Regions from separate parts of the Mus musculus genome. Here regions 1, 2, 3, 4 and 6 are each linked to region 5. The links are chromatin contacts, called in public ChIA-PET, Hi-C, HiChIP or PLAC-seq, Micro-C and promoter capture Hi-C maps. All regions are on one chromosome and are shown on one strand. Each heading gives the region's core, a stretch centred on a gene start, on an enhancer-like site or on the middle of the called end of the contact. The rest is flanking DNA. Distances are from core to core; before and after follow the strand shown. Region 1 holds the start of Cabp7 (calcium binding protein 7). Region 2 overlaps Hormad2 (HORMA domain containing 2). Region 3 overlaps Nf2 (neurofibromin 2). Region 4 holds the start of Hormad2 (HORMA domain containing 2). Region 5 holds the start of Mtmr3 (myotubularin related protein 3). Region 6 overlaps Nf2 (neurofibromin 2).

Region 1 (3,190 bases), core at 423-2,922, 150 kb before region 5:
AAACTCCCAAGAGATTCAGGGCGCATCATCAGGCACCTTCCATGTTAAGTCGCTTCATCCTCACCTCTGCCCAGGAAATAACATAGAGGCCCTGAGAGGTTAAGGGGTATGGCTAAGGTCCCATTGAAACAAGGTGGTAGATGCAAGAGCCCAGGGCTCGCTGGGTTGGCGGCTAGTTCTTCCTGCGTCACAGCTCTGTTCTATCAGAAATCTTAAAGGAGCATAAGCACCCAGCTGACCTGATGGATGCTCAAGTGCGCAAGAAGAGCTTTGGGGATGGGTGCTTCTCAGGGGCTCTTACGACTCCAACTATAGGTCTGAATAGATAGCAACTGGCCAGAAGCCTGGAACAGACATTCAGATGGGAGCCAGGGTTTGTCTGGCTTCTCTACAGGTTTCACATGCCTATGAGAAACCCAGAGCCCTAGACAAGTCCTAAAGGTTCAGGCCTGCCTTGGCCCAGGGTGGCTGGGGGTGTTGTCTCTCACTGAGCCCCTCTCTCCCGGCGCCAAGACAGGGCTATGATTAATCAGCGACAAAAGCAGAAACAAGCAGAAAAATGTAATCAGCCAGGGAAGGGCATGGCCAGGCTGTGGCAATCAGCTTTCCTGCTGGGGCCTTTGGCTGATTGGACCCAAGGGGGCAGGGAGATAGTTCAGATGAGGGTTCCAGGAATGAGACTGAGGCCAGCTGAGGCCCACCCAGGCCAGGGGCTCACCAGATCCCATAATTGTACACGGAGACACACACATCTGTGCTCGGATACGCATAGCACTCCCAGCCCAAGGGCCTTCGCACCTGCCCACACCTGCTTCCGGGCTTCTGCCCTTCGCTGCCAGCTCACAGCTCACATGTAGGTGGCCGTGCACAGTTCAAACACTCTCATCTGCAAGTGGGTTTGAAAACGTATCTTCACAGTGTCCTGAACGAAAGATGAAGAGAAACGCATGCACATGCTGCCCCCCCCTCCAGACACCTACCCCCACCCCCATAGAACACATGCTAAGGACCGGAGGAAGGTCTAACCTGCAGCCATGTGACCAACAGGCTCTGGGTCGTCTGCCTCCTCCTCATGGCCCCTGGGGACATGAGACAGACCTTGGCTCCTGCTCTGCAAACTGAGAGGCAAGGGCTCAGGAAGGAGCCAGGACAACAGCCCTTTGTGGGATCAAGTCAACTGCTGGTGTCAGCCACAGGCCAGCGGAGTCTCCTGCAGATCTGTGCTTGGCCTCTGCCTGCTGGCCCTGCCTGGTGACCTTGGCCAATGTCCTTTTCTAAGCCTCAGTTTCCCCACCTTGGAGCCTCTCCTGGCACCAACTTGAGGATTACTGGTCCTGAGGACCCTCGCGCCTGGAGCAACCTCACCTTTCTGGGTCTCTAGTCGTTAGTTCTCAGCTCTCCGCTCTCGCTGGGGGAGGGTTAGTGGAGGCAGGTGGGATAGGGGGTACAAGGAACGGCTCCACCCCTGGTCCACACCACCCGGGTCCTGCTGGCTGCTAACGTGGGGTGCGGGAGACAGCAATCCGAAGCAGACTGGGGGAAAAGCAGAGTCGGGGAGAACCAGAGAAGGCGCCCGGGAGGGCTTGGGGTGGCCGCTCAGGGGCCGGCAGCGGGAAGGGGCGGGGGCGGGAGGGGCGGGCGGGGGAGGCGGGAGCGCGGCGAGCGCCGCACAGAGCAAGCGAGCGAGCGAGTGAGGAGTGCAGGCGGCGGCGGCGGCGGCGGTGGCGGCGGCGGCGGTGGCGGCGGCGGCGGTGGCGGCAGCGGCGGGAGCCGGAGCGGCGGGTCGGGCAGCCGCACCAGCGAGCGGACGAGCGGGCGGCGAGCAACGCGGAGCGCGCGGAGGGAGCGCAGCGCGCAGCGGTCCGAGCCAAGAGGCCGGAGCGGCGCCGCCCCCGCCATCCCTGCGAGCCCCCGGCCGGGATCCCAACGAAGGAGCCGGCGGCATGGCCCGACAGCCCGGGGCGCAGGGGCGCTAGGTCCCGGACGGGTGCCCATTGCCTCGCCGCCGCCACTGCGCGCCGCACCGCGCGCACCGCCCGCTCCAGCCGCCCCCGGGGCCGCCGGCGGCCCATGAGCCCCGGCCTCAAAGTTTGCGGCGGGCGGGCGGGCGCGGAGCCTCCAAGATGCCGTTCCACCCGGTGACGGCGGCGTTGATGTACCGGGGCATCTACACCGTGCCCAACCTGCTGTCGGAGCAGCGCCCGGTGGATATCCCTGAGGACGAGCTAGAGGGTGAGTGCCCTGCCGGGACCCCTGCCACGAGCCCTCCTACCTGTGCGCCCTGGTGCCGCGCTGGCCCGGGGAGCCCGGGACCCTGCTGCGCGACTCGGATGAGCGGCTACGCGGGAGGCGGGACGGCCGGGTGGCCCCGGGCGCCGCGGTGGGGGTCGCCGCGGCGCAGGAGCAGCCCGGCCCCTGCCCGCGTGGCCCCCAGCGCTGCGGAAACTTGCGGGGCCCCGCAGCGGGGTCACTGGGCCGCGTGGCCGGCGGTGACGGTGCGGCAAGGCGGCGGGGGCTGAAGTGGAGAGTCCGAGCTGTTGCCCCCCGCGCCCGCCACCGGAGCGTCCGCATCCTGATCCCTTCCGCGGCGCCCGCCCGTGGCTCTGCGCTCCTATTGACATTCCGCTCGTGTCGCGTTGAGAATCCAATCTGCTCCGGCAGTGGGAGAAGGGGAGAGAGGGCGACTGCCCCGCTCTTGCTGGGTGCAGGGCTACCCCCATCCCCTTCTGCGGCCCTGCGAGGGACCCCCCACCCGTGCGCTGCCGAGGCAGCTGGGAGGCGTTGGCGACAACAAGTGGCCGGATTGGGAGGCTCGGTCGCGATAGCAAAAGCCTGGAAGGAAAGGCAGAGGCCGGAACCTAAACCTCCCCCCGACCCTAGTCCCCGTGCCTTTCGGGAATAGGGACCGCACGCAGGCAGTTGGCTATTGAAGATCAGAGCAGCAGGCCGAGGCTGGGGTTCCTGGATTGAGTGTCCTGGGGCGCAGTGAGACCCCTGGGGCCTTCCTAGCTTTTTCTCTGCTGAGATTGGGGGCGGGGGTGTGCTCAAGATTCCCCTCCCCCCAGGCCTCTTGAGGCCCCATATGGAGTGGAGTCGGAGACTCTGAGCTGATGGGAGTCTTGGTCCCTTAGGGTGTTTGTCGGCTGCTGGGGGAGGGGTTGAGATTACCCAGATGATGGGCCTGTCTCCG
Region 2 (3,444 bases), core at 875-3,374, 170 kb after region 5:
ACCTCAGTTTAAAAATTCTCCGGGAAGACAAAAAGTGTCCGGGGTCATTACATATTATTAAATGGTAAGTAAATTCTGTAAAATTGCCCATCAAACTTTATTTTCTAAAATCTTTTCCTAAAAAGAGAATACTTTATTAGCCCTCTTTCCTGAAAATTGTAGCAATTATTCAGTATTATTTTAAACTATTGATTTCATTTTAGAAGAAAATAGACTTATATAAAGAAAAAAAAATCCTAACTGCGATTATTCACTATATACCTTTGTGTTTACTACCATTCTGTGCTGGGAAGAGAGAGAACACTTCTGTGCTTCAGAGCTGTGTGTTATTTATAATATTCTATAGATATATGGGAATGGCTTGGGGTTTTAAAAGGTGGTTAAACAGAACGGGCAGAATGATTGTTAATTTATATACTGCAAAATAGAAGTGCAAACTAATTACATACTTGGATTTATTTTTTTGGCTGTTCATATGGGCTAAAGTGACATTGGATATTATTTCTTGACAGGATTCAAGGTTGTTTTGATGCTTTGGAAAAGAGATACGTAAGAATTTTTGAAAATTTACCTCCAAATTAAAGACTCATCTTTACTCCTTAAAAAAGTTTAGACATTTTATTTTGTAGTGTTTAACAGTATAGCAGTGCTTGCTTTTTTATTTGTTAGTCGATTTTCTTTTATTTTGTCTGTGTCGCCTCACTGTTGTCTCCCTTACAACAAATAGAAACGAAAGCTTCGTTTTCCTTTTTATATACGCATATCTTTTTTAACCACAGAATTTCCTCTGAAGTCACTGGACAAGATCCACAGGATGTGGGTTAAGGAAGACAAGAATCTGGTAGTTAGCACGTTGAACATGTTCTAAATAGCGGTGACTCGGTTTGCAGATGGAAAAGAAGAAATAGTTAAATAATGAAGTTTTACTCTATTTTATTTTGTTAATTATAACTCCTGTGTATAACTTTGAACTTTTAAAAGACACAGCCCAGATTTTAAGTGCGTATGCTCTCTCATGCTTCAGTAGACACGAATGAAGAATGTGAAGAATGAAGGCTCAAGGTCTGGCTGAAGAGATGCGATGCACCTGAATGAAACCCCTGCTCCTATGCTTGCTCCATTCCCCCAAGTCTTCACTCGTCAGCTCCACGTTAAGCTGCAGTGAAGAGGCTTGCCATTGTGTCAGTAATGTAGTCACGGAGTCCCTCACTCCTTCCCACCTTGGGTGAACAGTTACTCACATTCATTCCATTTTGACCCAGGGGACAGAGGGATACAAAGATAAGACAGATCAGGGAAGGGCTTAGAGACATGGCAGGAGGTGAGTGTTGCTCATATGAGGGCTAATGATTGCTAGTTATCTACTGGTTCAGCTGTACCTGTTGCTAAATTATTGGTTGTCTGGGGTCTGGGTTGAGAAAGAGACATTGCAGGATGAATTTGGCTTCTCGGCAGCGCAGCGGGATGGATTAGCCTCGGAAGTACTGAACACCTAGGAACTTTTCATAAGTTCTTTATTGTTACACAAAAAAGGCACTTTTAGCAAGACAATTTCCGCATAGCAAAACCTCTTATCTGATGTAGGAGTTGTGTGAAGGCCGATTACCTAAGCAGTTCAGTCAGGAGATTTCCTGGTTCGCCAGGTATGTCTTGGGACTAAGTTATGCAAAAACTCTGAATCCTTCAGAAGGGCAGCTCCAGAGATCTCAGCTAACCTGATCAAGGCCGTCCACGCGTGACAAGACCCTCTTTCACTCCAGAGATCTCAGCTAACAGTCCTGATCAAGGCCATCCACGCGGTGACAAGACCCTGTTTCTTACAAAGAAGAAAGGAGTGGGGGAAGAGGAAGAGGAGGAAGAGGAATAAAAAAGCAGGTCACTGGTGACGCAAGCCTTTAAACTCAGCACTCAGGAAGTAGAGGCAGGTCTCTGTGAGTTTCAGGCCAGTGGGACCTACTGAGTGAGTTCCAGGACTACCAGGACTGTTATATAGAAACCCTGTCTCAAGAAAACCCAAAGAAACAAAGAGTAGTTCAAGTAAAACCAGGTTTCAAGTAGCAAGTGCCCTTGGAAGATGTCCTGTTGAAGAACATGGTCTTACTAGTTATGAAATTCTGGGTACTTCCCCTATTGCCCCTCTCATCTCTCACAATTCCTGCTCGTGAACCACACTACATTCTTTCAGAAACTGAACTCTGATCATGTTATCCTTTATGCCTAAAAATTTCCCAGGAATTTAAAAAAGTGTTCAAAGCTGTTTGCACGATCGAGCAGGCCTGAATGTCCCTATTGATTTTCTAAGACACCCTCCCTCACTCCCATGCTCAGGCTACACGAAGACTCTCTAGGATGCCAGTATCTTCCACATACTGTTCCTCTTGCTCAAAAAGGTCTGTCCAGACCCTATGCATGGCCTGCCTAGCTCCATCTTGTCCTGCCGCTAAAATTGTCCCTCATTTGAGGGTTCCCCTAACACTTTGTGTTGTTTCTTCACAGCAGACCCTGAGTATAACAGTGTGGCCATGTGATTTTCTTACTGTTAGTTCCCCTTTCTAGTCGGCATGCATCTTGAGATCAGCGGCTAGCCATATTCTTTCTTCTTTTAATGTGACAATAAACTATTAATAGTTTTACTGTGTGGTCATAAAAATCAGTTATAAAGAAGAAAAAAAAAATCAGTTATATGCTAAAATAGCCACAAGGTGGCACTAAAGTTTTAGTCAACTGCTACAGAATTATGGTCCTCACGTTTTATATTTAAGAATTTATCATAGTGTTGATTCTATTTATGTCTGTATATTCAATATTCTTTAAAGCTGAGAGAATGTCTTTGTAGTTTTGTGATGTATAGAGAAAGGCACGAGTTTGTGAGACACATCAGAGTTTCTAAGTTGTTTACCTTGCTTGGTAAATTTTAAAAGGAGTACTTATTAGGGATTCTTGTGGTACATTTAATTTTGAACAATAATGGATTGTTTTGCATATCTTTTGGTTCCCGAATTAGAAAATAAGAAACTTTTTTTTGATAATCCTTCTTTTGTCCCAGTAAAGCCAGTGTTTGTAATAGAAATTGTTTGAATGGGTGAATTAGTTCCTTTTTCTGACCTTCTGAATATTTTCTCTCTGAAGTAATATTTGAATTAGTCTTCATCAGAATTGTCAATACTATAGTACAAACATATAATAACAGAGTTTTCTTTTCTCTTGAAGCTACACATGGCAGTATTAACAGTAAGTACAAACTTAAAGGCCAAGTCTCTGTCTCTGCATGAACTTTTGGCAAGTACAGCATTAAACAGGCATCTTTCCCGCTTCCCCTCGTGAGATTTATGACATTTTAGCATTTCAAAATTGGATATATCAGAACTTAAGATATTATAAATGTTCAGTATATTTCTTTGACATATATATTATTATATGAGAGAACATATCATATGAGAGAAT
Region 3 (3,418 bases), core at 98-2,597, 230 kb before region 5:
TGAGAATTAAGAAGAGCTACCCCTTATTGAGTGTTTATTTGCTCTGGGCCCAGCACTGTCTTAGTCTTTTTTCAATGTATGAGTGCACTTAATCCTTAGATCAATCTGTTAAGACAGGTTCTGCTTATTCTCCTTGTAAAAGCATAAGGAAGTTCAATAACTTGCCCAAGGTCACACAGCAACAGCACTTGAGATAAATACTGGTGCAGATTAGTCACTTATCTATACCTTTTTGGCTGTTTCCTAGAAAGAAGCCCTGAGATCTTGAGGTATCCAACTTGTGTAATGATTTAACTTGCCTTCTGTATGTCTGTGTTCTATCCTATAGCACTCAGGCTGACATTGAACTCAGTCCTCCTGCTTCAGCTTTTGAGTGCTAGGATTGCAATTGTTGGTGTGTGCCAGTATGTGTAGCTGTAGTTCAGTTCTCATTTTTTTCATATCTGTGTGTGTGTGTGTGTGTGTGTGTGTGTGTGTGTGTCCCAAGTGCAGACACATGCCATCAGGCTGGCATAACCTTTTGTCAACCCCTTCCACCCCAAGACCCAGCTTAGCCAGTGTGTCTCCTTAGTGAAGACCACTTCCCTCAAGTCTCCTGGGCTTGAGAGGAAATCTCTTTCCTCTTGCCACCTGAGGACCTCCTCTTGGTCCTGAGGGTCAAACTCAGGTGATCAATTTGGTGGCAGGGTGCCTTTACCTTAAACCGTTTCACTGGATTACTTTGGTTCTTTTGTAAGTTCAGAAGTATTTTCCAGTAAAACTAAAATACTTCATTTCCCCTAAGAACCCTTTTTGTTCTAGACCTTTGTAGAAACTGTTCTCTCTGTAACACCCTTTCTTGCTGTCTTCTTCAAACCCAATCTTGCTCTTGGCTTCTCTTTTCCACCATGAGTCAGTCTAGATGTCATTTCTGTGAAAAGGGGGTTTTCTTTCTTAGGAGTCCCAACAGTCCCTGGGTATCCCTGTCATATCAATTGTTTCAGTGTTGAAAACCTCACTGTGATGATCATCTGTTCTTGGCTGACTTCTGCTCAAAACTGTAAATGTGAAGACTTGTCCCTTGTTACCATCGATCCTCTGTACCTTAAGCACCCCTGTCCTGGACACACTGTGTGCTCACTGTTTGTCCTAGACACACTGTGTGTTCACTGTTTGTCCTAGACACACTGTGTGTTCACTGTTTGGATAAGGGATGGATATATGGGCTAGCTATGATCTAAGTCTCTGAGCCTTGAGTTTTAATGTCACTTAGTCAGTCATATTAGATGCTGCTGTAGGATGTCTTGTGTACTCTGTGTACTCTCCATTGGTCACTGGGGATGATGACTAATGCCATTCCTAGTTAGAGATGCCTACAGTCTACAGAGATCTTCCAATGACAGTGAGTCATCTGAGCATCAGCATAGTGCAGTACCAGACAGGGAAATAATCATGCTCAGGCAAATCGATTTGTACCAAGAAGGCCAAGCATCTCTTCCACAGCAACTCGACAACTCTCTAGACCACCTCTGGCCAACAGTTCTTGTTTGTACAGAAACAGAAATTCAAAAAAGGAAGATAAAGGAGATCTTATACATTTGAGAAAGAACATGTTGAAAAGCAATGCCTTTTATAGGTGGAGATTAACCAAACAGAAAACTTGTAGGTCTTTTTGTTTTATTATTGTTGTTTTTGAGTCTCTGTGTATAGTCAAAGCTCACTTCCTCCCTCGACCTCTCAAGGGCTAGGATTCCAGGTGTAACCCAACATGTCTGGCAAAACAAACAAACAAACAAACACAAACACCAAAACAAAACTTACTAGACAAAATATTTTCTTTTGTTTTGGAATGAGGTCCCACTATACTACCCTGAACTATCTTGAACTCCTGGGCTTAAGTAATCTTCCTGTCTCATCTGAGAATGTTTTGTTTTATAAGTGAAGGTCTTTTAAATTTTTTTTTTTTCTTTTTCGAGACAGGGTTTCTCTGTGTAGCCCTGGCTGTCCTGGGACTTAATTTGTAGACCAGGTTGGCCTTGAACTCAGAAATCTACCTGCCTCTGCCTCCCAAGTGCTGGGATCAAAGGTGTGCGCCACCACTGCTCGGCTTTAATTTTTTAAAAAATTTAAATTTATTTACTTTATGTCTGTGTGGGAGCCCATATATGAAGATCAAAGGATTAGTTGTGGGATTAGCTCTCTTCTACTGTCTTAGTTAGGCTTTTACTGTTGTGAACAGATGCCATGACCAAGGCAGCTCTTATACTGACATTCAGTTGGGCCTGGCTTACGGTTCAGAGGTTCAGTCCAGTATCATCAAAGCAGGAGCATGGCAGTGTCCAGGCAGGCATGGTGCAGGAGGAGCTGGTTCTGAGCTTCATCTGGAGGCCACTAGGAGAAGACTGGCTTCCAGGCAGCTAGGAGGAGGGTAATAAAGCCCACAGTGACACACCTACTCCAACAATAGTGACACTCTCACTCCCTGGGTCAAGCATATACAAACCATCACACCTACCTTGTTGTCCCAGAGAAGGAACTGGGGTCTTTAGCTTTGTGGCACATGCAGCTGAGCCAGCTCCTAGCCCAGAGAGCTTGAAGCTTAAATGTCTTTAAGGCATCTCTACCTTGCTTGCTGTGGGTTTTGGTTTTGGTTTTGTTTTTGAGACAAGGTAGACTTGGTTGACTTGGAACTTACCATCTAGACCAGGCTGGTTTTGAACTCAGAGATCTGCCTGCTTTGGCGTTCCAAGCTGGGATTAAAGGTACATACTACCAGGGTACTTGCTTTCTTTAGGCAGCTTGTCTAAAACTCAGTTGCTCATCTCTTTCCCCCAAACGTGTTGCTTTTTCTGTGTTCCTTCTCTCTTTTCCCTGCGATACCAGGTGTTCACGCTGGAAATGAAGGTAGGTGTCCTTTTTAAATTTTTCTCCTTCTAGCCTGTTTAAATGTTGTTCTGGGGCTGCCTCCTTTCCAGTCCCAGGCTATTTCTCTCCTACTGCCTTTTTTTTTTTTATTAGGTATTTTCCTCGTTTACATTTTCAATGCTATCCCAAAGGTCCCCCATATCCACCCCCCCAATCCCCTACCCACCCACTCCCCCTTTTTGGCCCTGGCGTTCCCCTGTACTGGGGCATATAAAGTTTGCAAGTCCAATGGGCCTCTCTTTCCAGTGATGGCCGACTAGGCCATCTTTTGATACATATGCAGCTAAAGACAAGAGCTCCCGGGTACTGGTTAGTTCATATTGTTGTTCCACCTATAGGGTTGCAGTTCCCTTTAGCTCCTTGGGTAATTTCTCTAGCTCCTCCATTGGGGGCCCTGTGACCCATCCAATAGCTGACTGTGATCATCCACTTCTGTGTTTGCTAGGCCCCGGCATAGTCTCACAAGAGAGAGCTATATCTGGGTCCTTTCAGCAAAATCTTGCTAGTGTATGCA
Region 4 (3,182 bases), core at 564-3,063, 150 kb after region 5:
GAAGCTTGTTTGTTTATCTCACACACATTCTAGATAGAGCAGGTTAAGAAAGAAATGAAACCCATTATTAAATGCCATAAAAGAAATAGAATAATAAAAAAACGTGAGAAAATAGCTCTGTGAATATGTTAGATGGCCATTAGTGTAAAGGCAAGACAGAAGGCCTTTGAACATGGCGTTGATTGGCTGAGCTCAGACTGCAAAGCATATGATAATTAGGTTAGTGTGTGCACATGTGTCTGCAGGCACACAGGCATGCATGCATGTACTGGTCAAATGGACAGAAGCCAGGGTCATTGGGGAAGAGGGAACTTCAGTTAGAGATTGCCTCCATTAGATTGGCCTGTGAGCAAGTCTGTGGGGACATTTTCTTGACTGATGTGGGAGGGCTCAGCCCTCTGTGGGCTGTCCTGTGTTGTGTAAGAAAGCAGGCTGAGCAGGCCTGAGGAAGCAAGGCAGTAAGGAACGTTCTTCTGTGGCCTCTCCTGCAGATCCTGCCTCTAGGTTTCTGTCCTGCTTGAGTTTCTGACCTCTCTTCAAGATGCTGTGTAAGCTGGATGATAAAATATGCCCTTTCTCCCTCCAAGTTACTTTTGGTCATGATGTCTTTACTACAGCAAAGGAAAACAAAGACAGACAGGCAGTATAGAGGGGAGTCTGAGGGTCCAACCAGGAAAGTTAATTCTGAGACTTGGAATGGACCTTTAAAACCAAATAAAAAGTTACTTCTGGAAAGTACAGGATCCAAGCAGAACCTAGTTGGAAGGAGGGACTGCTGGCAGTCTAGAAACCATTTTGATTGTGAAGATTGGAGGGAGGGGCACTAACTATGGCAAAGGTTGAAAAAATCTAAACTATTTTTACCTGGATTGTGGTTTATGTTAGGTCTCAAACCCAGACAAATGGCTGAGGTGCCTATTTAACATATTAAAGCAGACATGGCCACCAGGTTCTCCCAAGCATCTCTCAGTCCAACCAGGGCCTTTCTGTCTGGCAAACCTTGTCCCTACCCTGAACTCTCCACCTACGGGCTGGGGTGCACTTCCCTATATAATCCAACCATTTTGGTTACCCCCCCCCCTTTTATTGCCTCCTGGTCATTGCACCCGGTTCCCCTTCTCCTCTTTCTCATACCTTGCTCCCTCTCCTCACATGGCTCAGGGTCATCATGACCACTCTGGACTCTCCTAGGTGTCTCTGCTTCTGGCTATGTCTCCCTCTTGCTCCCTAGTGTACACACACACACACACACACACACACACACACACACACACACGAGAAAGGCGGGGATGGGGATGGGGGTGGGGCTAAGATAGGTGAAGCACAAAGAAAGGTTAATATAGGCAAGTTTTAGCCGCATAATTAAACACTACAGTAGAAGATTACAGTGGGGTCCAAGTCTAGGAAAGAGACTTGCAAAGCCCCCAGGACTGCAAAGCGCTCTGTTTGAGTCCAGGCCCTCCCAGGCTCCAGCCTCAGATCTTGGAGAACCCCCATCAGGTGTACTGTTCCCATCAGCCATGCCCTGCCTCTCCTCAGTTCTGGTTATGTAGGTGATCCAAGTGGGCGTCCCCTCACAGTCCGCAGTCCTCGAAGGCTCCAGGAGCTCCCCACACCAAGGGAACGCAGGCTCCGCCCACAGCCCGGGTGGGTAGGCTGCCTGCTGCCCTATTTTGCATATTCATGAGGTAGAGCAAGGCCTGCTGAGGGGCCAACCTTAGACTTAGGCATGAGGAGACTCCTGTGGCCCTGGCCGGAAAGTCGTAAAGCCGAGGGGTGGGCTTTGCCAGGAAAAGCCGTTGGCCTCTGCTGAGGTAAAGGCCGAGGGGAAGGCCTCGCCGCGTGTTCACACGCGGGGTCTCCGGAGGAAGGCGTTCGGGTGGGTTCTGGGGTCTTCAAGTTCACACTTCTCTGTTCTTTTTAATTGACTGGGTTCATCTGTGGAACTCGCCAGCCCTCTGAGGAGAAGTGTAATCGTGTAATCGTGGCGGAGGGCCAACGAGGACCGGAAGCTTCAGGTATCATGGTTGCCTACTCTGGACGGTGAAAAACTTCACACGTTAAACAAAGAGCTGGTGGCGATGCGGTGGCGAGGAATGAACTGGTAGACCTTGAATTTCCATCATTTTAATAGCTGAATGATTTAGGCCTTTTTTAAAAGTTGGAACTGGAGATCACTAAATTAAGTGAAATAAGCCAGACCCAGAACGACACATAGTCAGGTTTCCCTAGTGTGTGGAAACCTGATTTAGATGCACATATACATGATAGGAGCATGAATGGGCCGTGTAGTACGTTATCTGCTCACCTAGTGAAAGCAAAGTGTAAGCGTGGTTCTTGCCCCTAAAAGGTGGTAGATTTTATTAGGACGATAGCCTAATTTCTCCTTCATCAGACCATTCATTTCTTGAGGCAAAGACCATATTTAACTTTTTGTAATCCCGTGTTTTACCTGGAACAGTGCAAATTGCACAGTAAACGTTGAATATATGGATTAATGGAACTAGCATGAGAAATATATTTTTAAAAACCAAAGAGCGTGAACAAATACCTAATTAATACAGTAGGAACCGCTTAGTCCGAGCAAGCATGAAGTAGCAGAATTATCAGGGACAAATGGAATTTGTGAAAATGGTGGCTAATAATTTATTGACGTACGCTCAGCAAAAGGTTTAACAGGGAGGACTTGGGCAAACCAAATTCTCTTGCTGATCTTCAATTTTTTTATTAAAATTTGATGGTTTTTGTTCGTGTTTTTTTGTTTTTGCTTTTTGAGTCAGGTCTGTTTGTTTGTTTGTTTTTGTATTTGTTGTTGTTGTTGTTTTGAGACAGGGTTTCTCTGTATAGCCCTGGCTGTCCTGGAACTCACTTTGTAGACCGCCTGCCTCTGCCTCCCGAGTGCTGGTATTAAAGGCGTTTATTAAATCCGGTTTGAGTCAGGTCTTTGTGTAGCCCTGCTGTCCAGGCCTCCAACTCAGAGATTACCTGCCCCTCCCTCCTGAGTACCACCCCAAAGGTGCTCGCCATATAGCCCAGAGCATTTTACTTCTCTCTGTGCACATCTGTGTTTTCATACACCTGGAAATTCGTGTGCATTTGGAGGTCAGATGTTAGTGTCTATTACCTTCTTTGCTTGCTTAGTGTTAAAAAATGGTTTTTATTTGTATTATTATTTTTTAACT
Region 5 (3,590 bases), core at 1,038-3,537:
CATTACATTGTTTTTAAGAAAATGATCACTTTCAGGCATTTTTGCTGAAGTAATTATATTCTCCTTAAATGTTATCAATGTCACTGTAATCTTATTTTGAATATAGAAAGGTTTTTTTTTTTTTTCCTGCTTGTTAAAAATAGGGCCTGGTGTGCGCTCAACACACACGCTGTATCCTCAGCCCCTACAAAGGGAGTTTTCCAGGCCATGCAGAGTTTGCTCTTTTGTATTTAGAGACAATTTCCTAATATCTGCCTTCCAGGCTTCCAGGAGTGGAGAGGAAGGGAAGTATGATGTGCACAGATGTCCCTCAACATCAGATCACTTGAGTTCAAACTCTGGCCTTCTTGTTTCATCTACATCTAAGGCTGAAGTGGTTTGGTGCAAGCTAAAAGATTCGGTGCACACCATGAATTCAAGGGTACAGTAAAATTTCTTCAAACATTTTAAATACTGGTCGAGGATTCAGTCAAAGATTTCCTTTCTCACTCCAGATCAAAAAGCAAATTGTTATTGTTGATAAACAGAGAGGCAAGCGACAAGCTGATCCATGTGCTCTTTCCATGTGGACTGTGGGAGCTGTGGGATTGGTGGAGCAGGTGTGAATTTCCTGTTGCCTGAGTTGTTTACCTGGAGCCACTTTATCAGTGTCCAGCCATCCAGCAGGGATTGTCCTGGCAGTGAAGTGCTAGCTCCAGTTCAGGTTCCCCACTGCTGGCAGTCTGTCTGTCTACTCTGTGTGTCCTGTTGTCCATCTATTTGATGCTCTATTTTTTTTTCTTGTCCCACAAAGGCCATGAGAATATACACAAAGGGAAACCAGGACAGTGGATTATAAATGAAAGTGTATAGTTTACTGCTATCACTACCAAAAGATTTTTTTTTTTGACCCAAGAGGTGCAATCATTGTACTTCCAATTTAGCCTGTGCTTTTCTAGTGAAGGTGAAAACGGAGACACAATCAGCTGCATTGAAGAGGAGGAAGACAGGTCCTTGGAGGGCGGTGGGAAGTCTTTGCTAACTGATCTGTGATGTAGTGCCTTCCTTGACCTTCCTTGAGATTCTGTGATGTGGTGGGTAGCCCAGAGAGTAATAGGACAGTTTGTGTTGTTATCTGGGCCTGGGTTTGAAGTTTAAGTTAAATTCAACTTATTCTGGGTTTTACTTTTTTTTTGTTTGTAAAATAAAGATAGGCCTGACCATTTATGAAGATTCAACTAGATAAATATAAACACTTGCTCTTCCATAATTAGGAGATTTGTCTGGCTATTGTGTTGTGCAATTTTAGGTTCTGGAGACATAATGACAAATAAGACAGCATCCTTTTTTTCTAATTATTCTTAAACTCCAGTGGGGGCAGAGAGGCAATAATGTTGAATACAAAGAAACAAATAATGGGGGGGGGGAGATAAACAATTTAACAAATACAGGGATAAATTTCATTTACTTGTCTTCTGATAAAAAATCAAGGTCATGTTAAAATTCATCTAAGGAAGTGAAATATCTTTGAGGATTTGTTAGGACCTAAGCCAGTAGATCTCAACCTTTAAACGCTGTGACTTTAATATAGTTCCTCACGTATGCTGACTCCCAACTTACTTTCCTCGCTAATTTATAACTGTAATTTTCTACTACCATGAATCATAATGTAAATATCTGAGGTTCAGGATATTTGAGACCCCGAGGACTGCTGACCTAAAATAAGGTATTACAGTGTTAGACTATGGGGCTCTTCTGGAGGCCAGTCAAAGTAGGGATTCTTTTCCCCCTTGCTTTTCTTTGAGCACTGAGGTTTTTTTTATTAGGAGCTGGCGTTGAGGCAGTTTGAACTTGTATTCTGGGCATAACTTATAGCACACTATATTTACATGCACGGTATTAAGTTAGTTTTATATTGACTATACTTGCTGGGGATATAATATCACTACTGTTCTTAGTTTTAATAGAAAGTAGAGTAAGCTGAAGTGCTGTCTTGGTCCATTAAGTTGGAAAAGAAGCCTGAAAAATCTTTCTAAACCTTGTTTTTCTTTTTCTTAATTCGTAACGGTTTATTTATTCACTTCTCATTTTTCTTTTCTTCCTCCTGACGCTTCTCTGCAGCCACAGTCTGGTGACTTGCAGCCCCGCCCACATCCTGGGGCGTGACCAACGAGCCAGGCCCCGCCCTCGCCCATCCCGTGACGGCCAGTCTTCCCCCCCGCCCCCCATCCCACAGCGGACAGCGCGCCGGAGCGTGCGCGCGCGCCCCCGCTCTCAGCTCCGATCGGTCTCGGGAGCGCGCTCTGTGTGGCCGCTGCCGCCATGTTGTTGTGGTTGTGAGAAGGCGGCGGCGGCAGCGGCGGCGGCGGCGGCGGAGCAGCCGGCGGAGACGCTCCAGCGGCCCAGGCGCTGGCCCCCGCCGACCCTGGCTGGCAGCCTCCTGGGGTGGCGGAGGAGGCCCTGCGGTGGCGGGCCTCGCCATGTCCTGCCGCCTGGTAAGAAGCCCACCCTCCGGCTCTGGTGGCGAGGAGGTGCTGGAGGAGGGGCGGACCTGGGCCGAGTGCGGCGGCTGTCACCGGCCGGGGAGGCGGCGGCGGGCCGAGGGCTGGGTTGGCCGCGGCCTCCCGGGGCAAGCTCTCAGAATGGAGCACCGAGGCCCGGTCGGGCGAGTCGGGGGAGGCGGGGTCGCCGAGCTCGGCGGCCATCCTGAACCTGGCGGTGGGTAACACTCGGAGTGTTGGGAGCTGCGGCTGGGGCGCCCTGGAAAACGCTCCCGGGCCTCCGGGAGGTGAGCGTGTGGCCCGAGGCCCTGGTCGAGACCGTGGGAGTCCTTAGTGGCGAGAGGCCGGAGGTCGTGCTGTTGGAAACCACGGGCGAGCTGTGCGGGCCTCAGCCTAACTGCAGCAGGGCATCCTCCTGACCTGGTAGTGCTTGAAGGGGAACGAAGGTCCAGGGGTGGTTGGAGGAGCTCGGGGAACACTGCTCAAGTAGCTCTGCAAAAGATCAGTATTATTTCTTGGGTTGAAATTGTACTGGATGTATTGCATTTCATGACCCAAGATGGTATTGTTGGGGCCAGAAAACTTATTTCAAAAATTGGAAGTAGAGTTTGCACACTCTGTTAGGCCACCAGGAGTCAGATCATCTCACTTGTGAGTTTTACACACAGGTTTCTGTTAGATATTAATGTTCAGTCATTGTCAGAATGAAGTTTACGTTTTTATTCTTCTTACTATCTTGACATCCACTTGGCTTTTTGACATTTAGGGTCTTTTTTTTTTTTTTTTTTGTATTAAAAGTGCATGTGTTCTTGTAGTGGAGGCTCAGCCTCGTTCCTCTTGTGAACAGTGAGCCGTCAGAAGTTACGATTGAATGGTAGATGGTTCTGTATCAAAATGATCTTGTTTGTGGGGATGTGAAGGAGGCCTTCTTTGAGATTCTGCAATGTTTCTGTGTTTTTTACTTGGAAACCAAATAACATGCGTTGATGGCCAGTGAAAGACTTCTTTTCCATGCTTGACTGAGTAGAAGAGTTTACAGAATGACACCGTTGTGGGTAAACACTATGCAATATGTTATTAAACTAAATTTGGAAGCTTCTAGAAGGTTAG
Region 6 (3,310 bases), core at 174-2,673, 190 kb before region 5:
CAGTTTTGAACACAACTGCACTGAACAACAAATTTTTGCACACAGACGTGACAGTTTTCCTAGACCTGTAAGGTCAGATACTCAGTTGTGCCACCTGCCAAAGAGGGTGTGTCAGTTTCTGCTCTCACTAAAAGGGTAACGGCTAGTGTTCTTCCTTTCTGAGAATTTTTCTGCGCTTTTTGGTTTTTTTTTTTGTTTTTTTTTTTTGGTTTTTGAAACAAGGTTTCTCTGTGTAGCCCTGGCTGTCCTGGAACTCACTCTGTAGACCAGGCTAGCCTCGAACTCAGAAATCCGCCTGCCTCTGCCTCCCAAGTGCTGGGATTAAAGGTGTGTGCCACCACTGCCCAGCTCTGAGAATATTTCTGAAGTATAAGGTAAATAGACCTGCCTAGATTATAACTGTCCAGCTTGATGAAGTGTCAACAGAGCAGACTCTCTCATTTACCCAGAATTCAGCCCTGAAAACAGTGTATGTAGGACCTAGATATCCTGCTCAGGGGCACACTTGACAGACTCCATACATCCTACCTTAGACCTCACTGCCATAAATAAAGGCTGAGAGGTTCTGTTCCTTTCCAAACATTGTCCCAGACTCAGTAAAAGATCCTAGGAGGAAAAAAGACATACCCATGAGGAATCTCTGCAGTGTGGAGCTGAGGAAAGGGCGGGGCAGCAGTATGCACATCATGACAGAGAACTGCAAAGGGAATGAGCAGCTGTTTTGTCAGGGTAGAAGGTGAGAGGGCTCGAAGGGCTTTGCTGAGAGACTGGAAGAATTGAGAACTTTGAAAGGGGAATGGAGACCTTGCTGGGCTGCTATGACCCATACCTGCAGTGCTAGCACTCAGAAAGCTACCACAGAAGGCTCACCAGTTTGAGACCAGCTCTGGCCATGTGGCACATCCCTAATGTCACAGAAAATGACAGGGAAGGAGGAAGAGAGAGAAGGAGTGGCAGGGAGGGAAAGAAAGGACACATGCTAAGTGTGGGATAATACGTAGTACTGTTTATGATTTAGCAGGACAAATAATGAGGGACACTAGAGAGGTAGGTAGGGACTGTAGGTTAGGTGACCTTCTGTTCTGGAGTGAAAAGATCCTGAAAACAAGTCAGCTGGTTTCCCCTTTCAAGCACTCTTCTGGCTCTGTCTTTGGAATCTAAGCCCCTTCCATACGAGCAAAGCCTTTGTGACCCGAAGCCAGTCTCTTACCAGTCACCCCACAGGGTACTTGAGATGCCCAGTGCTTTGGATGGATCCTGTCTGCCCTGCCTACCAGCATGCCTCTTGCCTGGCACCTTTCTCCTTTGGCTCATTCACTGATCCCCAAGGAAGCTGTACCCTGGCAGATCCCTCTAACCTCATACGCCCTGTCCCTCCTCTGGCTCATGTTCATCTTACTTAACTATGAGGATTTGCAAATACATCTGCTTCCTGAACAAGACTTTGATCTGCTTAGAGCCAGGAAGCCTGTCTTCCTTCCTGTGTCTCAACTCCTAGCCCAGTGCCTAAATGAGCTTCCTAAATGAGAAGCTGAGTGAAAGTTTGCGTTTGATTCAAGGAACCGTAGAAATGATGAGGTTTGAGGAGAGAAGGGTGACTTGTCTGATTGTGGTTGCTTTGGGACCACTTACCTGGCAGTATTGACTGTAGAGGTCTCTGTCCTGTGTAATTTAAGCATCTTAACAGGAGCTTTCTCACTGACAGCCCATGAACCCAATTCCACCACCACTGCCTCCTGACATACCGAGCTTCGACATTATTGCTGACAGCTTGTCATTTGACTTCAAGGATACGGACATGAAGCGACTTTCCATGGAGATAGAGAAAGAAAAGTATGTACCCTCTGTGGCCTGCTGGGTCAGTCGTGAGCATGAGTGAGTGGATCTGGCCTAGAGTCACAGGTCACAACAGCAGCCAGTCATTACCCCTGCAAAGGTTTGCTTTGTTGTCACCCACTGGAGAACAAAGTTTCTAATTATTAAAAATTAAAGACAACAGATCAAGACAACAGTCAGGGTCCCAGGATAAAACTAACACTTGATTAAGATGGTATCCTGAAATTTATGTTTTATACCTTGTCTGAAAAATAGGACTGGCTTGTATTGAGTCCCAAGTTAAGACTGTTGTTCGCATAGTAAAATACAGTTTTCTTTAGCAGTGGTTCTAGAATGAAGGTAAAAGAAAAAAAAATTCCTAGGCTGAGCAAAGCCGGAGGAGGCCAGGGGAGACGAGTAACCCTATGCTGGTGACCCCGAGCCCAGCCAGATCACAGGCACTTCCGTCACATGCTCTCCCTTCCCTTTGTGGGCAGCAGAAGTGGAGCAGAGATGGACAGGAGGAGTCCCGTTGTGGACGAAATCTTAAGTAAGATCATTCTCATTTCTTGAGCCAGGAGTGAAGAATAGTGCTACAGCTGGCAGAGATCACAGTGATGCCATGGATTGACACCTGTGTCTCCATGTAGCTTTTTGGTGTTTGTCTCATTCACACGAATTAACAAACATCCCACTGGAATCAAAAGCAGGTTTTAGGGACTGGGAATATAGCTTAGTTCATAGAGTGCTTGTCTAACATCCACCTCTAACATAGTGTAAGTCAGGCATGGTTGTATACACCGGTAATCTTAGTACTCAAGAAATACAGGTAGGAGGATCAGAATTTCAAGATTATCTTCAGCTACGTAGCAGATTCACATCTGGCCGGGACTGCTATGAGGCCCAGACTCCAAAAAACATTTTAGTGTTGCAGTTATATAAAGGAAAATAGACTTAGTTTGATGAGTTCATCCAGCACCACATAGCTGATGAGAAGCAGGACCAGGATTGAAACCCCTTACTCTGGAGACCAGCCTGAACCACTGAGCCAGGCTAACCTCCTTTGACCCCTCATACTGACAACAGCTAAGAAGCTGACGATCCTGAGCTATTGCTCCGACTGTCCGTCTGAGCTCCTCATTGGCCAGATGTGCATGTTTATGTGGTTGTGATCAGCATAAGACCACATCCTGTTCTGGGTCTTGGTTTTTTATAGTTTGTATTTTCTTACTGTTTCAGTGTGTTTGGCTATTATAACAAAATACCAGGGGCTGGAAAGCTTATAAACAAGAGGAATTTACCTCTCATAGTTGAGGAAACTTGGAAATCCAAGATGAAGGAGGCATTGTGAGAATGTCCCTCCTGGTTTGCAGATGGCAGCTTCTCACGGTGTGCTTGTGTGTGCCTGTGGAGTCTTCTATTGTGAGCTCAGGCCTGCAGCATGCGAGTGGAGGGGACACAGACACTCAGCCCATGGCCCTTTTCTGTGCAGGCT

The links. Hi-C and Micro-C count contacts between places; a contact is called where the count stands out from the background. ChIA-PET counts read pairs in DNA pulled down with a chosen protein or histone mark. HiChIP or PLAC-seq counts read pairs in DNA pulled down with a chosen protein or histone mark. Capture Hi-C pulls out chosen DNA fragments and counts their contacts.
Region 1: a contact with region 5 is called in a Micro-C map of embryonic stem cells, with 3 times the contacts expected there. The contact joins the promoter of Cabp7 here to the promoter of Mtmr3 in region 5. A contact is called at or near these places in 6 of 39 promoter capture datasets (embryonic stem cells, hippocampal neurons, liver and 3 more), 3 of 484 Hi-C or Micro-C datasets (the HL-1 cell line, embryonic stem cells and nephron progenitors), 5 of 115 datasets of contacts at active chromatin or transcription factors (the HPC-7 cell line, embryonic stem cells and pancreatic cancer cells) and 3 of 9 other capture datasets (adipose tissue, embryonic stem cells and pancreatic islet).
Region 2: a Hi-C map of CD4 T cells shows a contact between it and region 5, with 2.8 times the contacts expected there. The contact joins the enhancer-like site here to the promoter of Mtmr3 in region 5. A contact is called at or near these places in 1 of 39 promoter capture datasets (the 3T3-L1 cell line), 2 of 15 datasets of contacts at CTCF or cohesin (CD8 T cells and the NIH/3T3 cell line), 4 of 484 Hi-C or Micro-C datasets (CD4 T cells, the N1E-115 cell line, Th1 cells and 1 more), 3 of 115 datasets of contacts at active chromatin or transcription factors (CD8 T cells, embryonic stem cells and memory CD8 T cells) and 3 of 9 other capture datasets (adipose tissue, embryonic stem cells and pancreatic islet).
Region 3: an H3K4me3 HiChIP or PLAC-seq map of bone marrow-derived macrophages shows a contact between it and region 5, with 2.5 times the contacts expected there. The contact joins the enhancer-like site here to the promoter of Mtmr3 in region 5. A contact is called at or near these places in 7 of 39 promoter capture datasets (the 3T3-L1 cell line, the C10 cell line, cranial neural crest and 3 more), 1 of 15 datasets of contacts at CTCF or cohesin (the NIH/3T3 cell line), 8 of 484 Hi-C or Micro-C datasets (the N1E-115 cell line, Th1 cells, Th2 cells and 5 more), 11 of 115 datasets of contacts at active chromatin or transcription factors (CD8 T cells, the HPC-7 cell line, the SCID.adh cell line and 6 more) and 3 of 9 other capture datasets (adipose tissue, liver and pancreatic islet).
Region 4: a contact with region 5 is called in a promoter capture Hi-C map of adipose tissue. The contact joins the promoter of Hormad2 here to the promoter of Mtmr3 in region 5. A contact is called at or near these places in 15 of 39 promoter capture datasets (the 3T3-L1 cell line, 3T3-L1-derived adipocytes, the HPC-7 cell line and 10 more), 2 of 15 datasets of contacts at CTCF or cohesin (CD8 T cells and the NIH/3T3 cell line), 5 of 484 Hi-C or Micro-C datasets (the Ba/F3 cell line, the N1E-115 cell line, Th1 cells and 2 more), 3 of 115 datasets of contacts at active chromatin or transcription factors (CD8 T cells, the HPC-7 cell line and embryonic stem cells) and 3 of 9 other capture datasets (adipose tissue, embryonic stem cells and pancreatic islet).
Region 6: a contact with region 5 is called in an RNA polymerase II ChIA-PET map of memory CD8 T cells, with 6 read pairs. The contact joins the enhancer-like site here to the promoter of Mtmr3 in region 5. A contact is called at or near these places in 1 of 39 promoter capture datasets (the C10 cell line), 1 of 484 Hi-C or Micro-C datasets (centroblasts), 2 of 115 datasets of contacts at active chromatin or transcription factors (embryonic stem cells and memory CD8 T cells) and 2 of 9 other capture datasets (adipose tissue and pancreatic islet).

The regions. Positions count from the first base shown.
Region 1 is chr11:4,745,661-4,748,850 of GRCm38.p6, reverse strand. It overlaps Cabp7 (calcium binding protein 7), which reads left to right and starts at 1,672. Exons shown (of 5, transcript NM_138948.4): 1 at 1,672-2,232. The coding sequence starts at 2,124. It overlaps Gm35102 (a long non-coding RNA gene), which reads right to left and starts at 3,025. Exons shown (of 4, transcript XR_003949631.1): 1 at 2,273-3,025; 2 at 1,366-1,533; 3 at 1,027-1,079; 4 at 1-922.
Region 2 is chr11:4,421,376-4,424,819 of GRCm38.p6, reverse strand. It overlaps Hormad2 (HORMA domain containing 2), which reads left to right. Exons shown (of 11, transcript NM_029458.1): 4 at 1-64; 5 at 513-549; 6 at 3,211-3,231. Among named protein-coding and RNA genes, the nearest start is that of Hormad2, 18 kb to the left of the region's middle. Within about 2 kb of position 2,124, at least 62 of the 459 cell types and tissues checked have an H3K27ac peak or open chromatin away from gene starts, as enhancers often do. A contact at or near this core is called in CD8 T cells and Th1 cells, where this site is marked.
Region 3 is chr11:4,824,295-4,827,712 of GRCm38.p6, reverse strand. The region is part of intron 1 of Nf2 (neurofibromin 2); the gene reads left to right. Among named protein-coding and RNA genes, the nearest start is that of Nf2, 24 kb to the left of the region's middle. Within about 2 kb of position 1,347, at least 64 of the 459 cell types and tissues checked have an H3K27ac peak or open chromatin away from gene starts, as enhancers often do. A contact at or near this core is called in CD8 T cells, the NIH/3T3 cell line, Th1 cells and 2 more, where this site is marked.
Region 4 is chr11:4,439,713-4,442,894 of GRCm38.p6, reverse strand. It overlaps Hormad2 (HORMA domain containing 2), which reads left to right and starts at 1,813. Exons shown (of 11, transcript NM_029458.1): 1 at 1,813-2,018.
Region 5 is chr11:4,593,487-4,597,076 of GRCm38.p6, reverse strand. Mtmr3 (myotubularin related protein 3) reads left to right here and starts at 2,287. Exons shown (of 19, transcript NM_001373897.1): 1 at 2,287-2,474.
Region 6 is chr11:4,782,959-4,786,268 of GRCm38.p6, reverse strand. It overlaps Nf2 (neurofibromin 2), which reads left to right. Exons shown (of 17, transcript NM_001252250.1): 14 at 1,706-1,833. Among named protein-coding and RNA genes, the nearest start is that of Cabp7, 37 kb to the right of the region's middle. Within about 2 kb of position 1,423, at least 43 of the 459 cell types and tissues checked have an H3K27ac peak or open chromatin away from gene starts, as enhancers often do. A contact at or near this core is called in centroblasts and memory CD8 T cells, where this site is marked.